2 separate regions of the Pan troglodytes genome follow, and region 1 is linked to region 2. A link is a contact called in public Hi-C data. All regions are on one chromosome and are shown on one strand. The core of a region is the stretch at or near the end of the contact, and the rest is flanking DNA. Distances in the headings are between cores, read along the strand shown.

Region 1 (4,871 bases), core at 1,206-3,705, 350 kb after region 2:
GCTCAGCTGTTAGTCTTCGTGTCAACTGAAACAAATTCCACCCACTAAGGTGAAAAGAAGGCAGTAAGAATGGCTGGGGTGGAAGACACTCTTTATTCTCATTTTATGAAGAAACGTGATCTAGTAAAAGTAGCACACATTTAGTGAGCATTTACATGCCAGGTTGTTCTGAGCATTCTACATATGTTAATTTGTTTAATCCTCAAGAACTCTATGCTATTAGTACTCTTATCATCTCATTTTATAGTTGATACAGAAGCACTGAGGACTAAAAAAAATTTGTTCAAGTTTACACAACTGGTAAAGAGTGGAGCCAGGTTCCATCCCTGCTAGTGTACTCAGGCCCCTACTCTTAAGCGCTTCCAGTACAGCCCGGAGTCAGGAACTGTGGAGTCAGTCCAGGTTGCTACTTTTCCTTTCTTTCAAGTTGTTTCCTAATCTGTGAAATGGGGGTACCTGTCTCACCAACCTGCACACTGGATGAGATAATCCATTAAGATTTATGCATACTCGCATCTTAGGTCTACACATACAGAAGGAATATGGGAATCCTTTGGTCACTTGTGACATCTCTGTCACCAACTCAACGGACAGGCATTTACTAATCACTTGCTTTGCACAAACACAAGAAAGCATTGAGGTCACAGAGATGAAATAGACATGGCCTCTGTCCTCAGGGTCACCAACTTCACAGGAGACAGTGAGCTGTCATGGGATAAAAGTAATCTGCTGGGAGGCAGTGTGCTGTCTCAGGACATGTAGTGAACTGGCATTCTCAGGGAGCCTACATTCAAGTCCTGTTCCTGCCAGGCAAGTCACATGCATGAGCCTCAGTTTCCCCACTACAATGTGAGGGGAACGAGACAGAAGATCTGTCGGTCACAACACTGTGTGCTTTTAGGTCTTTCAGGTAGAAACTTTTTATTTCTGCCCAGCATAGGGGCTTCCCATTGTGTCTAGGTGTGATCTAGGTGTGATGCTTTACCGAATTCTTATGTTTGGGGAGTAATTTACGTTTGGCAGCAGACTCAGTTCAAATTCCAACCCCGCTACTTACTGGCTATGTGACCCTGAGCAAATTCTTTGCCCTCTGTGCTTCCAATTCCTCATCCATAAAATGGGTCTAGTCTTTACCTCATAGTGTTGCTAGGATTAAACGAATCATATTATGTAAAGTGCTTGGCACATGGTGGTTTAAAGCTTGGGCTCTGCCTGCTTGCAACCAGACAGAACTGAGTTCCACTTCTACCTCTTCTGCCTGGTAGCTAGTGAGGCCTTGAGCAAGTTACTTAACCTCTTTAATCTCAGCTGCAAAATGCGAAGGTTAAATGACAAAAGACATGTAAAGCAGTCAGAACAGCGCTTGGCTCATGGTAGGTACTCAATAAATATTAGTCATCACCGTCATCATCTACCTAAGACGAGGCTGGCCAAGAATATTTATGCAATTCTTTCTACAGTTAATTACCGAGTGCTTATTATGTGCCAGGCATTGTTCTAGGCACTGGGAATTCAGCAGTGTACAAAAATCCCTGCCTCGTGAAGCTTAAGTCTTCTTAGCAAGTATTTAGTGAATACTCAGTACGTGCCAATGAACTACACAGCGATTTCCACGAGACTCCCATTTTACAGATAAGTTAACTACGCAAGGTGAAGAAGCTCCAACCTTGCGCCACCACCCCAGAGGTATTCTCCCAGCAATGAGGAAGGCTGGGCGGGGGTCAGCTCCCGGGCTGGACTTCGGAAGTGGAAATGAGCGGCCACCTAGTCCCGAGTGGGGCTTCACCCAAGAGCTGCTCACTCGGACCAGCCTGGCCTCCAGCAGATACTCGGCGCGGCAGCCACGCCCCCAGGCGCTCCCTCTCCTCGCCGGCTGCTGCAGTGCCCGAAGTCTCGCTGACGCCGCAAGCGGGCGAGGCAGAGTGAAACTGGCACGGCAGAACTGGCTGGGGCTGGCCCGCGTTCCCCCACTCCCAAGCCGAGCAGGCGACGCGTGACAAGCGGTCCCGGGACCATGAGGCCTGGGTCGGGCCGCGGTAGAGCGGGGATGACTGTGCGCTTCGGCCGCCGCGGGCTTAAGGCACCATGCGCCCGCTCCCAGCAGTCCCCGGCCCACCCGACACAGCCCGCCTCGCGGCGCTACCTGCAAGTCCCAGCCGGCCGACTCGAGAAAGAAGCGGGCCCGGTCCTCCTCGGCGCCCGTCACCGCCACGAACTCCCTCAGCGCCTCCTGTCGCTCCGCCGCCATCTTCGCCCCGTGCGCCTTCCAAAGCGCTCCGGCGACCGCCGCACAGGCCCAGCCCCGCTGCCGCGTTCCGCTTGCCGGTCGACGAGGCCCAGCCGATGAGGGCCCAGCAGCTGGGAGCCCGCCCGCAGCCCCGCCCCACGCGGTGCCTCACGCAAAGCCCTCCGTGCGGGAAACCCTGCCGCTCCGCGCCCTCTGGCGACTACGGCGCGAACCGCAGCCTAACGGCGGGGGTGGGAGCCCGAAGGATGAGAGGCGGGGCGGGTCTTACATACACCTGTGGGCTGAAGGATCCCTGCAGGAGTCAGATTCCCAGTTATTCATTGACGCAGCCCTCATTTCATTAATTGTGCATTCGTTCATTCACTTACTTGTCAAGCATTTACTGAGAGCTATCAATGGCCTGATGTTTTTCTAGGGCTGTGGATATGGCAGGGAGCAAAACAAAGTCCCTGCTCCCATGCTTCTTACATTCTAGGGGTAAAAATTCAGACCTTGAACAGGCTAGGCCTCCGCTCACAACACGTCCATGCCTCGTTATCTCGCCCCGCATAAAAGACAGTCTCATGGCCTGCCTGCAGGACCCATGAGAGATGGGCCAGTTCCTCCATCTCATCTAGGGATCCGCTAGCTTCCTCTGCTCCAGGCGCCTTGCCCTCCTTGCTGTTCCTGGAACTTGCCAGTTATCTTGCATTTGCCTCAGGGCCGTTGCATTAGCTGCTTCTGTGCCTGGAGCACCTTTCCCTTACCAATGGGCAAGGCGCTCTCCCCGCTTTCTTTGGGCCTCTGCTCCAAGGCCACTTTCTTAGGCACAATCCTGTCTTCTGGGTCCTCAGCTTCTTTGCCCTCTTGCCTCTTGCAAGAGGTACAGTAAGTTCCTCTCCAAAGAGGAACTTACTTGTTCAGCTCACTTGTTGTTTGTTCTCTATTTTCAAAGCCTAACTTCCTTGTTCTTTGTACCTCCTTACCCCTAGTTAAGAAGGGAACAACCTTCCCGCCGGTCCTAATCTATAACTCACATCTGTTCCCTTGGATACCCTCGCTACAATTGCCATTCCCGCGGAAACTCTTCTTCCTGCCGAAACCGCTTGCCCTACCACTGTAGCCCACATTTCTGCTCCATTTGAACTAGCCAATCGGGATTAGCTTAGATTGTGCCGTCCAGCCCCAGCCAATGGGAACAGGACACAGAAGCAGAGACTAACCGCATTAGGGATAAAAACCCCTTCTCTCTTTTGTTCGGTGTGCTTTCCTGAAGACCAGATGTGCGAGTGGCACCCTTCTGCAGAAGTAAATTGGCTTTGCTGAGAAATCTTTTATTTGAGTGCTGGTTTTCCTTGCGACTTCGAGCTTTAATTTCCAACACCACCGTGGGACACTCTTCCCTTCCTCTTCCTCTGTCGGCCCCTGCTCATTCTTCAGCTCTCAGTTCAGGTGTCCCTTTCTCAAGGAGACCTTGAGAAGGTGCCCAGGCTTAGTCAAAACCCCTCTTAATCAGGTTATGAACAGCACAAAGTCCAGTCTTCCCTCAATTGACACAGTAGTTGCTTTCCTGGAAAATTTGCTGTCTTATTAACACTGTGCAAGAAATCCTTTAAGTTTATATGACAAACGAGTTAGGGCTTGGGTTAGGTTATTAGGAGCATGGTTGCAGCCACAATAGGCCCTGGCAGGAGGCATGGGAGGAGGGTCCTTTCTTTGTGGTGTGAGACTCTCCTTTCTATTGCAAGGCCGCCCAGGACCAGCCCCGGTCCCTAGGCCTTACCCCTTTCATCATTGTGTCAACTCGAAATGCACCCCAACTTTCCAGGAAGTCCAAGAAGCTAGAGGCTCACTCTGGACCTCACGATTGGCAACCAGTAAGGTCTTTCTACCCTGGAAACTGACAACGACTAACCCCAGCTTAAAGATCTGCAGGCGATCAGCTCCTCATGGTCCAGTTCCCTGGCTGGTATTGGAGTTATTGAAACTCATTGTCACCTCCCTCTTCATTTTTGTGCCATCAGGGAAAGCTCTTTGTTCGGCCAGAGGGTCCCTGATCCCTCTTCTAGAGGCCTTGAGGGCATCCTTTCCCATAACACTACCTGGCAGCTAGTGTTTACTGAGCACTTACTATGCCCCTAGACACTCTACAAAGAGCCTTAGATACACTAACTCATGCACCCTATGAAGTGAGTTCTATTGTTATCATTTCCATTTTGCAAATGGGGAAACCTAGACTTCTAAAGAGTTTTGAATCCAAGTATTGCACGGCTCCTGAGTCTGCTTCTAACCACTACACCACACTGTCTCTCCTTAGACTGCAGGACTGTGCTGGTCACTTCCTGTGGCTGGTTTCTGGAGGCAGCTCCAGATGACCCAACTGGAGTTTAAGGCAGGGGATGTGAGGGCATGAACTTGAAACTACATTTACATAACACTTATCTAAGTGTCCTTAACAAGACTAGAGAAGGAGGTGCTGAAGGCTCAGCTTTAGCTCCACTCTCCTATGTCCAACCACACCACCCCCCAACCTCCAGCCCCATCCCACCCAAGCCCCATCCCCAAATTCTACCACCACTACCACCTCCAGCCTCACCTCTACCTCACAGATCCGCCACCAGCACCTGACCCACCCCGCCCCACT
Region 2 (5,331 bases), core at 1,994-4,493:
GTATGCAAAGCAGTGTTGAACCAAGGGGTGGGGGTGACGGAGCTGTCTGCCCTGGTGCAGACAAGGAGTGGGTACATTTGCTGTAAAAAACGTAAAAGCAGTAATAAAACAGACCAAAAGCCAGTCCACTTTTTACTATCATCATGTACCAGCAATTTGAATCAACTTCAATGATAAAATTCTCCACCTGACTAAGGCTGATAGCTCTCACTGTCCCATGCCCACCCCTTGATAGCCCACTGATGCCAAGCACACTGAGGAAAGTGCAATTAATCATGGGCAAAGAGACGAGAGAAACCTCACTCAGGAGGCAACTTGACCTTGTAATCCCACAGAGCTAGCTGCATTCCACCATGCCTTTGCACATACTGTTTCCTTTTACTGGAACACCTTTTGATCCTTAATCCACTTTTTTTTTTTTTTTTGAGACAGTCTCTCTTTATCACCCAGGCTAGAGTGCAGTGGCTTGATCTCGGCTCACTGCAACCTCTACCTCCCGGGTTCAAGCGATTCTCCTGCCTCAGCCTCCCGAATAGCTGGGATTACAGGTGCCTGCCACCACGCCCGGCTAATTTTTGTATTTTTAGTAGAGACAGGGTTTCACCATGTTGGCCAGGCTGGTCTTGAACTCCTGACCTCGTGATCCACCTGCCTCAGCCTCCCAAAGTGCTGGGATTACAGGTGTGAGCCACCGTGCCTGGCCAGTACTTTTTTTTTTTTTTTTTAAACACTAGACAGTGAGCTCTATAGGGACAGGAACCTGTTCATCTGTGTCTGGCCCACAGTAGGCACTTAGGAATGGGCTGCCACTAAGTAGGCACCTTAAGTGGACACCCTGCACTATGGTTCATGGCAGCCCAGCCTATGAAAGTTTATTGATGGAAGGAATCTGTAGAAATTTTCCATAATTGGATAAGGGCATTACAAACAGAAGGGACAGAGCAAGCAAAAGCAGGGAAGACTGAAAGTGCAGAACTTCTCAGTAGAAAGGGCAAATAGCTTTATGCCACAGGCAGTACATCTCAGAGAGGAGTTCCACAGCCACTAGCTTTAGTGTCATCCAGAATGTAGTCAACATACATGCACTCTTCCTCAGACCTTCTCATCCAGAATCTCTGCAGAAGGGGTTCAAGAATCTGGTTGTCTCAAGGAAACTTTAGGAACACAAAATTTGGAGAGGCACAGGGCCAGCTGACAAAGGGAGTGATGGACTATAAAGAGGTAAGAGTGCCCTGATTGGGTTGGGGCTAGGCCAAGAATTCATTCCTTCATTCAGTATTCATTCTGTCTTTCAATAAGTATAGATTGATCCCAGAAGGCACTCAGGTACATATGTGCACAAGGTAGACATGCTCCCTGTTCCTTTGTCACAGTCTAGTGGAAAGACAGTCATTAAATAAGCAAAGAAATAAACACCTAACATAGTTTCAGGTTACGATTAATGCTTTGCAGGAAAAAAAAAAAAAAGCCAGAGAGGGATTAAAGACGGGAGAAGGTTATTTTGGATGGAATGGTCTGGGAAGCCCTCTGTTGAGGATGGTAGGAGTGAGGGATGGAGCCACTTGAAATGAAGAAGCAAGACATGCAGATATCTGGGAAAAGAGCATTCCAGGAAGAGGAACGCAAAGGCCCAAACAGAACACATGAAACAGGGAAACTGGCTGGGAAGCTACTGCAATAGTCTTAAGTGTGAGATGCTGGAGGATCAGACCAGAGTGGAAGCAGTGAAGGTGATGGGAAGTGGTCAGATTCATAATATATTTTGAGAGTGGAGTCAACTAGCTTTGCTGTTGGACCAGATGTAGATGTGAGAGAAGAGGGGGAGCCAAGGTTATTGCAGGTATAAAGGGGATGAGAGGACAGTTGAAGGAGATTGAATCAGAGAGGTACAGGGCTGGCAGGGCTGGGGCAGGAGATGGCAGACCACATGCAGGTTCCTGCAGACCATGGGGAGGACTTTACTTTTCCATTGAGTGTGACGATTTTGAGCCAACGGATGTGATCTGACTTTTCTTTTTTTTTTTTTTTTCTTTTTTGAGACAGAGGATCGCTCTGTTGCCCAGGCTGAAGTGCAATGGTGCGATCTTGGCTCACTGCAACCTCCACCTCCACCTCCCGGGTTCGATTGATTCTCATGCCTCAGCCTCCCGAGTACCTGGGACTAAAGGCATGCGCCACCACACCCAGCTAATTTTTGTATTTTTAGTAGAGACAGGGTTTCACCATGTTGGCCAGGCTGGTCTCAAACTCCTGACCTCAAGTGATCCGCCTGCCTCGGCCTCCCGAAGTGCTGGGATTACAGGCATGAGCCGCCACACCTGGCCGATCTGACTTGTTTTCTAACAGAATCTCTCTGGTTGCGGAGTGCAGTACAGACTAGAGAGAGACAGGAATGGAATGGGGCAGTTCTGAGGCTGATGCCAGGCATCCAAGTGAAAGATGACAGGAGCTTGAACCAGGTTAGTGACTGGGATGGGGAAACTAAATTTATCTGGGTAAAAACAATAAGTGGATTTCATGAAACTTGTTGAAGTAATGGGTGGTAAAAATCATAAAGGGGGTAGGCAAATAAATGATTGAAATTTGGTAGTGGGTCAGGAGCTTCAGCTCTGCGGGCAGCAGTTGTGTCTCCTTGGAGAAGTGGTTTCAACTCTGAGCCGTTTTGTCATCTGCAAAATGGGGATAATAACGGTCCATACTTCATAGAGTTGTTGAGAGGGTGATGTAAAGGTTTTAGCACACGACGTAGCACACAATAAACACTTAATAAATGTTATCTTAGAAGCCAGACTGCCAGGTTCCCATAAGCATTTCAGCCGTTCACCGGCTGGCTGTTGTCATCTTGGTCAAATTATCCCTCTGTGCCTCAGTTTCCTCATCTGTGCAATGAGGCACATTAATCGTTAATATCAACTGCATAGAGTTGGGTTGTGAAGATTAAATAAATGAATACAAGTAAAGCATTTAGAATAATGTGGACGGTAGCAAGCACGGCGAACGTGTTAACGATTATTAAGAATGTATTTTAGCCACATTTCCCAGCCCCTTCCCCGGCCTAGCATACCCCATTTTGTGGATGGGAAGTCTGCCTCTCAGCAAGGTGGCCTCTTGGAGGACGCTGTGCCCGCGTCAGGCGATCCTGTCGACTGCGGCGAAGACCCGGCTTCCGGCTTTGAGGGGCCCCGCCCCGCTCGCGCTCCCTGGCGGAACCTTTTAGTGCTGCGCTCGCGTTGCCAGCCCGGCGCGCCTCACGCAGTTGCGCCCGCTGTTGGGACTACTTCCGGCTTCCCCGCCCCGCCCCGTCCCCGGGCGTCTCCATTTTGGTCTCAGGTGTGGACTCGGCAAGAACCAGCGCAAGAGGGAAGCGGAGTTATAGCTACCCCGGCCGCGGAGCCGGCTCACTGCACTACCCCCGCCCCCTTCTTTCCTCCAGACGCCGAAGTCGCGGGCGCTCATGGCGGGCCTGGAGGTACTGTTCGCATCGGCAGCGCCGGCCATCACCTGCACGCAGGACGCGCTCGTCTGCTTCTTGCATTGGGAAGTGGTGACACACGGCTACTACGGCTTGGGTGTCGGTGACCAGGTACGCCACGGAGCCGGCCAGGGTGGAGGAGGGAACTGTCTTCTGCCCAAACTCAGAGTACCGGAGGCCTGGTCCAGAGCGCCCGATTTCCCCGCCTCTCCCAATGCAGGGCCTGGGGCACATGGCAGCGTTGGTAAAACCTGCGGGTCGGAGGTTGCTCACCTGCCCCATCCCAGCCCAGAGTCCCTCACAGCACAGCTGGCACAACATGATTTGTAAACTCAAGGGCGGACACTCGCTTCAACACAGCTTGGCAGCCTCTCAGGCCAGGACTGTGTGGACCTAGCATTCCATAGAATGGAAAAGAATCTAGACAGGACTTTAGCTCCCCAGAGCACTTCTCACCCACCTGATCCCCTCTGAACTCCTTACCACCCAGCCTCGGGGTGAGGGGACTGACTCAGTTCCGCCCTCATACCACACTAGAGCCTCCACCAAACATCTGGATCCAAGCACAGGTACAGAAGTGAGCTTTGACCTACTCAGCCCCAGGCCAGGGCCCTTTTTTCACCCGTTAGCGTGGGCCCAGAGAGTTCACACGCCTTTCACCCTTTACTGAAGGGCCCAGCATAGTCCACTCGCTACTGCCATCCCCAACTCAAGCTCTAGGAAACAATCACCCCCAGAGTCGTACACACATACACCCTGGGTGTGAGGGTCATATAAGATTTTCTCCTCATAGTTGTCCCCATGGGGCCATCCCCTCTTCTCCCATCCCCAGGCTCCACCTCTTACAGCTAGGGACGTCATTGTCATCCCCACAGAGTTCTAGGACTGCTGGACCCAACCCACCTCACTAATTCTTTGCTCTAGCATTCTTCTTTCTTTCCTGTCTCTTCCCTGTGACCCTCATCCCCCACATCCACATCATCCTAGACATCTGCTTCCTGGGAGAAGTGGGCCTGCCTCCATGCCTGCCCCTCACTGTCACTGTTCTCTCACTCTCAGAACCAAGACTAGCCATGGGAAACAGACCACCCCACCTATTGCATCTTGCAATGAGATTTCACCCTTCCTCTCCTTTTTGACTGCTTCAGTTCTCAACTCCTGTAATCATTTTTTTTAGCTTCTCAAATAGAGTCTTAATTCTTCTCTCCTGACATAGCTTTAGGGACCTGTCTTCAAACTTGCTTTATACATTCTGAGCACTTAGACAAGTATCCCCTTTCCCCCACCCCTCACTGCTGTCCCTATTCCTCTCTGTCTCTTAGAACTAAAGACCAAGACCACGATACCCCTCTCACACTTTACCCCCTCCAGCAGGAATCAGAACACAAGAACCGTCAGGGATTTCTGGCTCTTTTTTTCCCCAGACCTCAATTATCTCACTGGGACCCCAGGTACACACTCAGGATCCCCATTCCCACCTCCAAACTCACACATACTTCATCTCTCAAATGGGCTCTAACACTGGAGATGAGGATGGAAAAGAACAGCTAGCCTTTCACACACACATACCTGGAAGCAGGAACCATTTCACCTTCCCAAACACATCTGTCCCTGACCTTTCTCTTTGTGCTGCTCTTCATTCCACATACCTTCAAAATGTCTTTCAGCATTTCAGACCTTGGGACCAGGTAGAGACAGCACCCCCATTTCAGCGTCAGGCCCCTCTTTCAATGCATAGTTCCCCTAAGAGAAATCTTGTCTCCCCACTTGTCTTACTCCAGCTTTTTAATCTTAAGCAGCTCTTCACTTGCCCCAGTCATTTTATTTCAACTTTTCCTAGATTCTTCAAAGAAACTGGT

Evidence for each region. A called contact is a pair of places that touch in the nucleus more often than the background predicts.
Region 1: a contact with region 2 is called in a Hi-C map of stem cell-derived neural progenitor cells, with 3 times the contacts expected there. The contact joins the promoter of NSFL1C here to the promoter of LOC104003486 in region 2. A contact is called at or near these places in 1 of 7 Hi-C or Micro-C datasets (stem cell-derived neural progenitor cells) and 1 of 1 datasets of contacts at active chromatin or transcription factors (stem cell-derived excitatory neurons).

What each region holds. Positions count from the first base shown.
Region 1 is chr21:8,141,190-8,146,060 of NHGRI_mPanTro3-v2.0_pri, forward strand. It overlaps NSFL1C (NSFL1 cofactor), which reads right to left and starts at 2,456. Exons shown (of 9, transcript XM_001154255.8): 1 at 2,144-2,456. The coding sequence starts at 2,248.
Region 2 is chr21:7,794,202-7,799,532 of NHGRI_mPanTro3-v2.0_pri, forward strand. LOC104003486 reads right to left here and starts at 3,244. Exons shown (of 6, transcript XM_054674559.2): 1 at 3,065-3,244. PSMF1 (proteasome inhibitor subunit 1) reads left to right here. Exons shown (of 8, transcript XM_063803321.1): 2 at 3,434-3,583. The coding sequence starts at 3,455.